3 separate regions of the Sus scrofa genome follow, and all the other regions are linked to region 1. Evidence: chromatin contacts called from public Hi-C and HiChIP or PLAC-seq data. All regions are on one chromosome and are shown on one strand. Each heading gives the region's core, a stretch centred on a gene start, on an enhancer-like site or on the middle of the called end of the contact. The rest is flanking DNA. Distances are from core to core; before and after follow the strand shown. Region 1 holds the start of EIF3M (eukaryotic translation initiation factor 3 subunit M). Region 2 overlaps LOC100737821. Region 3 holds the start of LOC100737821.

Region 1 (3,295 bases), core at 543-3,042:
TTGTAGTAAGTGTGTAGTGGTATCTTAGGTTTTTAATTTGCATTAAAATTGGGTTGTTCTCTTTCTTACTGGTGAATCTCCCACTTTTTTTTTTTTTTTTTTTTTTTTTTTTTTTTTTGGCTGCACTCAGGACACTCAGGAGTTCCCAGGCCAGGGATTGAACCTGTGCCACAGCAGTGAGAAAGCCAATGCCAGATCCTTAACCTGCTGAACCACCAGGAAATGCCTCCCATCTTTTATTCTTATACTTAACTTCCCCTAATTTTCTAAACAATATCCATCTCAGGTGTATATCAAGGCCTCCTTGCTATTCTTCTGCACTTTCAAATAAGAGGTAGCTTGCAATTACTGTAAGTAGATAGTCTGCCCCAGGATGTTAGAAGGGATTGGCTTGATCTTGGGCCAAACCTTTGGAGTCACCTTGAGTTCCTCTTTCTCTCACATTCCTTATTTGATCTGGTAGTAAATCTTATCAGTTTTACTATCCAGAATTCAATTAATTTCTCACTACCATTCTACCATCTTCTCTTGCTCTTATCTTTGTAATAGTTTTCTAACTAGTTTCTCTACTTGGGCCCTTGCCCAACTTATGTTTTGTAACACATCTGTCAGAGTGATCCTTTACTAAAAAAGTTAATTTGACCTCCTCACTCCTCTGCTCAAAACCTTTTACAGGCATAGAAAAGTCAAAATTAAATCTCTTATTAGGGGAGTTGCTGTTGTGGCTCAGTGGAAACACTCAGTGGAAACAAATCTGATTAGCATCCATGAGGACGCAGGTTCAATCCCTGGCCTTGCTTAGTGGGTTAAGGATTCAGCATTGCTGTCACTGTGGATCAGCAGCTACAGTTTCGATTGACCTCTAGCTTGGGAACCTCCATATGTCTTGGGTGCAGCCCTAAAAAGACAAAATAAATAAATAAACTTTATTAGGGCCTATAAAATTTGATCTGGCCATGCCTATCTCATCTCCTTTTCCTTTCCTCTTCTCTTACTCAAATGCAGCCCACAGGCCTCCTTGCCACTTGCCTCAAATCCTTTCCTTGCTGTCTTTTGCAGGAAAAGCTTTTCTGCAGATTTCTTCATTGGTACTTTCCTCATTTCGGTCAGTTCTCAATATCATGAGCCACTTTCTTTGATCACTCTGTCTAAAAAGGCATGCACACACGCTCATACACCACCCTTGTTCTTTACTTTTATCTTAATTGTGCTTAACATGCTACATAACTATGTCATAACAGTTAATACATTCAGAGTTCCCCGTATTTTAATTGCTTTATACATTACTTGATCTTATTTTTTCAAGAGGAAGCCGAAACGCAGCGGTTAACCATCAAGTGGTGCAGCAGGGATTCTACTCCAAAGAATTCGAATCTGGGGGTCCCTACTGTAAAACAGGATGCCATTCAGGACTCCTTTTCTAATTACTGTGTTGTTTGCTGTCTGTGTTGTTTACCCCACTGGATCGTAAAAGGCAAGTCAAGGAGCTTTGAACATTGCTGTTATTCCCTGGCCAGAGAGTACTGCCTGCTAAAGGCTTAAAAGTGAGTCAAATTATAAGCTTAAAAAAAAATTGGCTTAAAACTTCAGGTGCGAGGTGAGTTCAGTGAGACAAGCGGATCAGTAACAGATAGGACAGGGGGGAACACAGTCACAGCAGCTAGAGGCGCCGAGACGCGGCGCAGGAGTGGCGGCTTAGGGCGCTTCCGCCCCGCCCCGCTCCGCCCCCAACCAGAGCGCGCGCTGGGATTGGCCTCGGTGGCTCCGCCCGACCCGGTTACCCCTGTCCCGCAAGACTCGCGCAAGGTGACCCGGAAGCAGTTGGAGGCGCCGCCGCGCAGCCCAGCTCTCTTTTCCGGTCGGCGTGGTTTGGGAGGTGCTCGTTTGCGGTGCCCCGGTCTTCACCATGAGCGTCCCGGCGTTCATCGACATCAGCGAGGAAGATCAGGTATGCCCCTGGGCCGCGGCTGACGCCAGGGCGGGGTCCAAGGGTGGTGTTCAGCGGTGTGAGGGGCCACGTCCTGAGCGAGCCAGGGCTGTGCCGGCGGGAAGCTGCCTTACGGAGCCAGCCGGGGAGCCGAGAGCTGCCGTTCAAGGCCTCCACACGCCAGACTGGGGAGGCCGCGAGGCAGGGGCGTGCGTTTCTGGCTTGGAGTTGCACTAAGCTTGCGGGCCGGCGGGCCCAGGAGTAAGCCGCAGCTCGACGGCCAACTTCCTAGTTCGTGTCGGAACTCTTAGAGCCTGGAGTTAACTTCTATCGACGCAGTACTTTTGACTCATTGCAAAGGGTATCTGCTTCCGTCCCCTAATTAATAGCCACACCCTGAGTGGGAGGTGGCGAATCTTTAGGTGGCGTTAGCAGTACAAGGAAAAATAACTTCGATTTGAAAATCAAAATGGTTATGTGATCGCAGAGGCACAGGTGACCCCTATTTTGTACGTAGACTGTTTCATATCCTTATTTGAAGGGCAGGAGTGAGAGTTCTGTAACCGGAAACCATAACGTCATACTTTGAGGCATGCACCTGGTGAACAGCGCTAATATTCAAAAATTTTCTTTTTGGGTTTTGCTCTTTGGCGTTTATGGTTAATGCTTCTCGTTTCTCTCCGTAGCAAAAGTTAAACTTGTAAAGATCTTCCCTAATTTTGCAGAACTGAAAACTATATTCTGTGAGGTCTTGAGTGTTGTGATTTTGTATTTTTTTTCTTACTCCGCTAACACGGAAATTTTGGTTCCTGTAGAATAAAACATTCCTAGTCTAATGGAACTTTTATAATTGCAGATGTGGGGTTTTTGTTTGTTTTCTCCTTTGGTAGAAACGCAGACCCACAGCCCTGAAGAGCACAATAAGGAGAAAGGAAAAAGAAAGAAAAACAAGAAAGGGAAGGAGTTGAGCACAATTAGAAAGGAAGATGTGGAAGACAAGGGGAAAAAAAAAATACCTGATTAGGAATGGAATCTGTTGTCAACAAATGGTTATTAGGTTACTGAAAAGTACTTATTTTTTTTGTTTGTTTTTAAACATAGGAAAGGGTTTTTAGATGCAGTAAGTTCTTGTCATTGATTATATTTTAAAGTGTCATTTCTACTGTTCTTGTTTCACATTGGCCATTCCTTTAGTATATACGTGACTGCTTCAGGAGTTTTAACTTTGGTCGGATTTTCTGATTACAGGTGTGAAGTGGAGTTGCAAATCCTTTCCTTTGCTTTTACCACTCCACAACCACCTGTAGACAGTAAGGGTGACAGATGAAAACAATAAACTATTGATTGCATAGTTGGCTTTGTGTGCAC
Region 2 (3,295 bases), core at 550-3,049, 240 kb before region 1:
ATCACCCAGTGGCCATCTCTAAGGTCCTTCTGCTCAATTTATTAGAATTCATGGCACCAGCCCACCTGTCTCACTAAGTGTAGTCTCTTTATAAATTAAAAAGAGAAAGTACGAATTTGTTTTGGAAGCTTGGATACTCAGTTCTGTCATAGAGTATGCAGCCTTTACCAAGCAGTTGAATCTCCTTAAGACTCAGTTTATGCATCTACAAAGTAAAGATAAAAATATTTAACCTGCACAGTTGTCTTAAGTGTTAAATGAAGGAGTAAAGCAAGTAGCACAGTTCCTGGCATAGTGCTGATGTTCAGTTAAGTAAAAGCTACTACTGGTATTGGCATCATCACCTGCATTATTGGTTTTCAACCCCAAACTAGATTTACAACATTTTCTGACCCATGGTTTATAACCAAAGAATATACGCTTACCAAGAAAACTGACTACAATCATTTGTCTTGAGGAATAAACTTGAGCCCCTTCCCAAGGAAATATCATGGAGATTTCTTATTATAGAAAATTACAAAAATAGCAGCTATTATAGTAAACTTGCATGGATGCATCACTATACTTCAAGAATTATCTGGAGTTCCCATCGTGGCACAGTGGTTGATGAATCCGACTAGGAACAATGAGGTTGTGGGTTTGATTCCTGGCCTCACCCAGTGGGTTAAGGATCCGGCGTTGCCGTGAGCTATGGTGTGGGTCGCAGATGCAGCTCGGATCTGGTGTTGCTGTGGTTCTGGTGTAGGCCAGTGGCTACAGTTCTGATTAGACCCCTAGCCTGGGAAGCTCCATATGCCGCGGGTGCGGCCCTAGAAAAGACAAAAAAAAAAAAAAAAAGAGTTATCCATGTATGGCTACTCTTGTTTCATTTATATTCGCCCCTCTTCCAAACAACCTGGATTTTTTTCAAATCAGATCTCAGGTATCATATCATTTCATCAATAAACATTTCAGCATCTATCTCTAAATAAAAGAAATTATTCACTCTGTAATTTAACAAATATTTGTTTTTAATTAAATGCTACAGCAGAGGGCCCAATTAGGAAATTATTTCCTCACGTCTCTAATAACATACCATAAAAGTCACTAATAAGTGTATGTATCTTAAAAAATAATAATAAGGGGCTGGCTCAGGAGGCCACGTGGGGACTGAGGTATGCATGATTTATTAGAGCTACACAAAGTGAGTTATTTCATTCTTTCAGATATTTATGACACCGCTAAAACGCTGAATACATCAACATCAGAATTAATCATGAATAATATTTAATTAGTGCTTGACAAGGATCAATTTGGCAACGCTTTTTGTTCTTTCTCCTTCCCCCAAATAGAAAAATAGTCATAAACTAAAGTGTTTTATTTTTTCCATCTGCTTCTGGTAAAGCGCATCCCTGAATTGCTAACTTAGTTGAGATCGCCTGAACTTTCATATACCCAGGTAATTAGACTCAGATGCTGCCCGGACTGGGATTATAAATCAAGTCTGTATATGTAAAAGCAGAAAACAGACTGCTCACACCAAGACGGGTGTTCTGGCAGGTCCGTTTCTCACGGACCTGCCCGTGGAGCAGACGGGCCCCACGTCTGAGCAGAGCAGAAAGCAGCTTTCACGGAACTCCCGTGTCGTTGAGCCTCTTCTCTCACCACTACCTCCCCCAGAAAGCACTGGTTCTCTGCTACATTTCTTACGTACAAGAGAAAAAAAGTCCTTTTGGGCACTCAAGCAAAAATCCTGCCCGGAGCTGTGCTAGTAGGCAGGCAGAGGTACACAGCCGTGGCATCTCTCCAACCAGACTGCCAACATCCGGAGCCCTGGGTGCCCCAAGGCGCTTGTGCACCACTTCCCAATCAGAGATTTTGTTCTACAGCAGGACAACGAGGAGGAGAACTTTCAGTCCATTGTTGTGTAACAAGATATGCAGTCACTGAATGTTAACGGAACAGCAATACTTGTTTCGGTGTGTTAATGTTTTAAATTGCGGAACCAAAGGCTCCAGGATTTTTGAGACTGTCTGAAAGGAAGTATTATGGCTGTTTTTAGCTTAGGGGGGTGTCACTCTAAGGGTGGCCTTTTCTTTATCTGACTCATATCAAATAAAACTAAGCTGAAATGCCTATTGGAGACAGTACACATGACCTTAGGAGACAGGGAGGTGGAGATCGGCTCACATGTGTTATGTTCTATGTGCCGAGGCTCGTATGTCCTGCATCTCACAGAAGCCTCACGACAGTCCTGGGGTGGAGGGATGCAGTCTTCAATTTACAGACAAGAACACAAAGGTTCAGGTGGTTTTATGAGCTGTCCTAAGCTAACATGTAGGAGTTAGGAGTTCAAATTCAGGCCTTTTTGACTCTACAGTCCAAGTTCATCCATACAAGCTCACCCCCTATAGTGGATCTTCCATCCTCAAATATAATAACTAATATTTATTGGGCACTGTGTACTAAGAGCTTTATATGCACCTCATTTAATCCTCACCCAGTGTTGTTCTTATTCCCATTTTATAGATTTTAGAAAAATAAAGCTTAGAGAGGATAAGTGACACAGTCACGGTCAGAGAGAAAATTCATATGACTAAAGGGCCCTTTCCCTTGATGCTCTGCTACATCTCCCTGAAAGGCAACCTGGGCCACGTTTGTAATATTGTATTATAAACTATACTTCACTTTTTAAAAAAATTGGGCCACATTCATTATTTTTATAAGAGGTATGATACTCTCAAATTCTGAGTTCCTATCGATTTGTAAACACTGCTGACTGCCTGAGCAGGTGCTCGGTGATTTCACACTGTGGAAGGGAACAAATAACTAGAATTTAAGCCCTCTGACAGAATATTCAACACATACACATACATGCACGCACACACACACACAGAGCTCACGGGGACACAAGCAAAATGGGTAGTGATTTTTCATAAAATAGTTTTTTACAAGGGGGAGGAATAGTAAGAAGGGAACTGGCCAGAGTTTATCATAAAAAGCTAAGTTCTTATAAGATATGATTGAAATAAAAATTCTATCTGTTTTTATCCTTCCTCTGCCAAATGCTGAATGTCCCTCCTCCATGGCTGGGGAGATGAGGTCAGTGGATCTTGTTTCTGCTCCACTGACTTTTCTACATGCAACCTGATAGCTTCTGAAAACAATCCAATGATTACAAGATCATTAAAGTATGTTATTTTAATTAAACTACACGGGGGAGGGGCAGTAAGCCTGTTAGCAGCCCGGCACATGTACAAGGTGAGAACCACTCATCGTGGTGGGCTCACAAATCCCTTTTTCTGGTTCTGCCTAC
Region 3 (3,295 bases), core at 464-2,963, 210 kb before region 1:
AAGAGAACATCAGTACAACCCTGAGGTCTCTGATTTAATGCTGATTAGGGGTTTAAGAAATGTTTGACAAAAAATTAGTGTTCTCAAAATTCTAGTACAAGGTAAAGTTAAGAGTCCAAAGATCAAAGAGCTATACTGGAAAATTTGTTCTTGGCTTTAAACGAAGATGCAAAAAGAATGTGTATGGACATATATTTATATGTCTCACAAGGGTCTTTTAAAAAAGCCTTTCATGTCCTTTATCCTTTAAACTTTTATAACATAGGTTGAAAGCATGATACAATCTTTAACTTCCAGCTCATGTACTGAAAGATCTTTTTCTCAGAACTAATGAAGACTTCCGTTCTGCTGGGATGTAATTCACCTCCCTTGTTCCAGGATTGGAAATAAGAATGCTGAGTACCTCTAAATGCAACTCTGTAAAAGAAAAATACGTGGGCACATGGACTAGGCAGGTGGGGCGTATAGGACTGGGGCAGGGTTGTTTCGATTTTCCTTTTTTGTTATTAAAGCTGGAAAGAAAAGACTACATTGTGCACAACTGTGCGATCTCCTTGTCCTCAACGTTAATAAATGTGTTTTTAACTGACGTTTCTTTCCCACGTCTAGTATCACCACCACCTACAACCTCTCTAAGCCACAGTTAAAGTTGAAAAGTGCACGAGGTCTTTACAAACGTACAGTGAGTGCGTCTGCTCACGTACAATCCACGTGCACCCTTCTTTCCCTGGACAGAATTTCTTGGGGATCCTTCAGGCCCCCGGCCATATTTCTCCCCAGGCTCTTATTAAAACCAGGTGCGCAGGAGGAAGGCCTTTTTAGATTAAAAAAAAAAGCCTTCTCTTGACCCAAAGCTCCCCCCTCCGGTGTGTTTTCTAGAGGGGCTTCTTGAACTAAGCAAAGAGAAAGCAGGCGCCAGGTCCCAGCCGGGCGAGCGGGGCTGCACTTGTTGAGAAGGGCAGGCGGCGGGGCTGGGCCCGGGCAGGGTAGACAAGGACAGAAAGTGAGGCGGGGTGGGGCGGCAGCGGCAAACAGCCGGGGACCAGGGCCGTGGCCGCCCGGTGCCGCGCAGGGGCGTTGTCCCCGCGCGCTGAGAGGCCCCCAGACCCACCGCGCTCTGTAGGGCGGAAGAGAAGGAGCGGAAGGGAAGCAGCGCAGTCGCCGCGCCCTGAACTTGAAACCCCGGCGGCCTGCGCCTCGGGCGCTTAGAGGAGCCGCCCGAGACCCCGACCTTTCCCGGGCCCCGCGCCGGCTTCCAGAACATACGTAGGTCGCTCAGCGCTTACCCTCGGCGGCCGGTGTCGCTCGCGTCTCCAGGGACCGGAGCGGGCCTGGCGGGGGCAGGTCGCCAGTGACGGGGAGGCCTGAGCCGCAGAGCGCTCAAGCGCGCCGGCCAGGAACGCGGCAGCCCGAGCCCGAGAGCCAGCGCTTCCGGGGACGCGGGGCTGCCCGGTCCCCTGGGGCTTCGCTGCCCGCGACCCTTGACCCTAAAGGGTAGGAGCCAAGCAGGGCTGCAGCCGGTGGCCGAAGGGCGCTGCAAAAGGCAGTTGGGCCCCTCAGCCGCGACGGCGGCGCCCCCACTTGCAGCTCGCAAGAAAATTCGTGCGAGAGCTCGAGAGCCTGACCGCGCAGCCTGAACCCCGAATCCGGCCCAGCCTTATGCTAGGGCGTTGGCTACTTGTTTCGGTCAGCTGGCGCTTTGGTCAAACTCTAGGGTATTCAAAGTAGAAGACAGCCCTCAGAAGGAGGAGCATTGTTAGGCCGCAAAAGGTTGAGGTGCAGAAATGAACAGAGACCCCCCCCCCACAAAAATGCACTCCCAAATTTTGACTGGCCATTTTGTATTCCATGGACCAAACAGCATTATGGCCTTTTTGTTGTTTGTTTTTTGTTGGTTTGTGGGGTGTTTTTTGTTTGTTTGTTTTACATTTTTTAAATGTAAAAAATTTTACATTTTTTTCAAAGCCCATTATCAGGGTCTGTGTAGCCTTCCAGCCTGACAGCCTTGCTTTCTAAGGGAGTTCCATGAATTTTAAGTGGCCTCAGGAAACAGGCAGCCAGACAGACAAGAAGGTTAGAAAGCTAACGTCCGCCTTGGCAACACTGGGCTCCGCACAAGCCGCTCCAAAGTGGGTCATCCTAGCGCATCTTCTGGGCTTGGCGCCCTGTTTGATGGGAAGTTTATTCCCTGGAGAGGCTAAGTGCATTAAAAACAAGAGGATTAAATGAAAATTTAAATACTGCCCAAGCCCTCTTTTCCAGCAGGTTGGAAGCCTAACTAACATACATCCTCCAGAGAGAAGATTGTCAGATTCTTCTCTGGTGAATCTGGCCAAAGAGAAAAAATACTGACATGACATGCTCCTGATCAGATCCAATAAGATCACTCTCTGTGGTGAAGCCCAGAGTTGACAAACCCCATCTATACACAGACAGCTTCCAATTAAAAGCTCCAGTTAGCGCTTTTTTTTTCTTTTCTTCCCCCTTTTTTTTTTTTTTTGGCCCCACTTTGCAAATTTCAAGAATCACCGGCTGTCAGAAGAAAGATTCTACTGTTAAAGAGGTAGTAAGAGCAAGCAAAACACCAAGGCTATTAAGGGAGAAGAAAACCAGAGGGTTTTTTTTCATTAAAATTTTCAGATAAAATAATATGTACATCTATGAAACAAGAACAAGCTGGGTTGCTTTTTTAAAAAAGGAAATGAGAAAAAGGCAGAGCTCTTGGAACGTTATGTGAAAAAAAAAATGACTGATAAAAGTTATAGGTAAAAAATAAAGGACAGACCACATCAAGTAAATGATAGGTGTTCCAGAAATGGAGCAGAGGCTGTCATTAAATATAATGTTAATTAGTTAATTAATCAATAGTATTTCCCCAAACAGAAGGACACAAGTTTTCTGATTGAAAGGACTTCCTGAGTGCCCAGAATGGGTGAAAATAGACCTACATAAAGGAACATCACTATGAAATTTCAAAATATTGGTGCAAACAGATTTAAGCAACTTGTAAAGAAAAAGAAATGAGTGACCTAGAAAGCATCAAAAATCAAAACAGCTTCATACTTCTTGACAGCAGCACTAGAAGCTGCAGAGAGACTAGAGTAGTTCAGGTTGACTTTATGTTGTGCTATATTAAGTGCTTTACAGTTCATCCTTACAACAACCTTATAGAAATAGTTACTACTATTATCTCTCTTTTACAGGTGGGAAATCTGAGGAACAAAGGAGCTATGTAACTTGCCCAAATGACACCAGTAATAAATGGTAGAGCTGGGATTTGAACCAAGCAGTCCTG

Evidence for each region. A called contact is a pair of places that touch in the nucleus more often than the background predicts. HiChIP or PLAC-seq counts read pairs in DNA pulled down with a chosen protein or histone mark.
Region 2: a contact with region 1 is called in a Hi-C map of skeletal muscle, with 2.6 times the contacts expected there. The contact joins the enhancer-like site here to the promoter of EIF3M in region 1. A contact is called at or near these places in 5 of 47 Hi-C or Micro-C datasets (brain, embryonic fibroblasts, epiblast stem cells and 1 more) and 1 of 2 datasets of contacts at active chromatin or transcription factors (alveolar macrophages).
Region 3: a contact with region 1 is called in an H3K27ac HiChIP or PLAC-seq map of skeletal muscle, with 3 times the contacts expected there. The contact joins the promoter of LOC100737821 here to the promoter of EIF3M in region 1. A contact is called at or near these places in 2 of 47 Hi-C or Micro-C datasets (embryonic fibroblasts and skeletal muscle) and 2 of 2 datasets of contacts at active chromatin or transcription factors (alveolar macrophages and skeletal muscle).

What each region holds. Positions count from the first base shown.
Region 1 is chr2:28,281,309-28,284,603 of Sscrofa11.1, reverse strand. It overlaps EIF3M (eukaryotic translation initiation factor 3 subunit M), which reads left to right and starts at 1,792. Exons shown (of 11, transcript XM_005661051.3): 1 at 1,792-1,948. The coding sequence starts at 1,907.
Region 2 is chr2:28,516,420-28,519,714 of Sscrofa11.1, reverse strand. The region is part of intron 1 of LOC100737821; the gene reads right to left. Among named protein-coding and RNA genes, the nearest start is that of WT1, 110 kb to the right of the region's middle. Within about 2 kb of position 1,799, at least 11 of the 83 cell types and tissues checked have an H3K27ac peak or open chromatin away from gene starts, as enhancers often do. A contact at or near this core is called in skeletal muscle, where this site is marked.
Region 3 is chr2:28,495,440-28,498,734 of Sscrofa11.1, reverse strand. LOC100737821 reads right to left here and starts at 1,713. Exons shown (of 11, transcript XM_021083225.1): 1 at 1,287-1,713. It overlaps LOC102162727 (a long non-coding RNA gene), which reads left to right. Exons shown (of 4, transcript XR_002341532.1): 1 at 1-1,266; 2 at 3,204-3,295.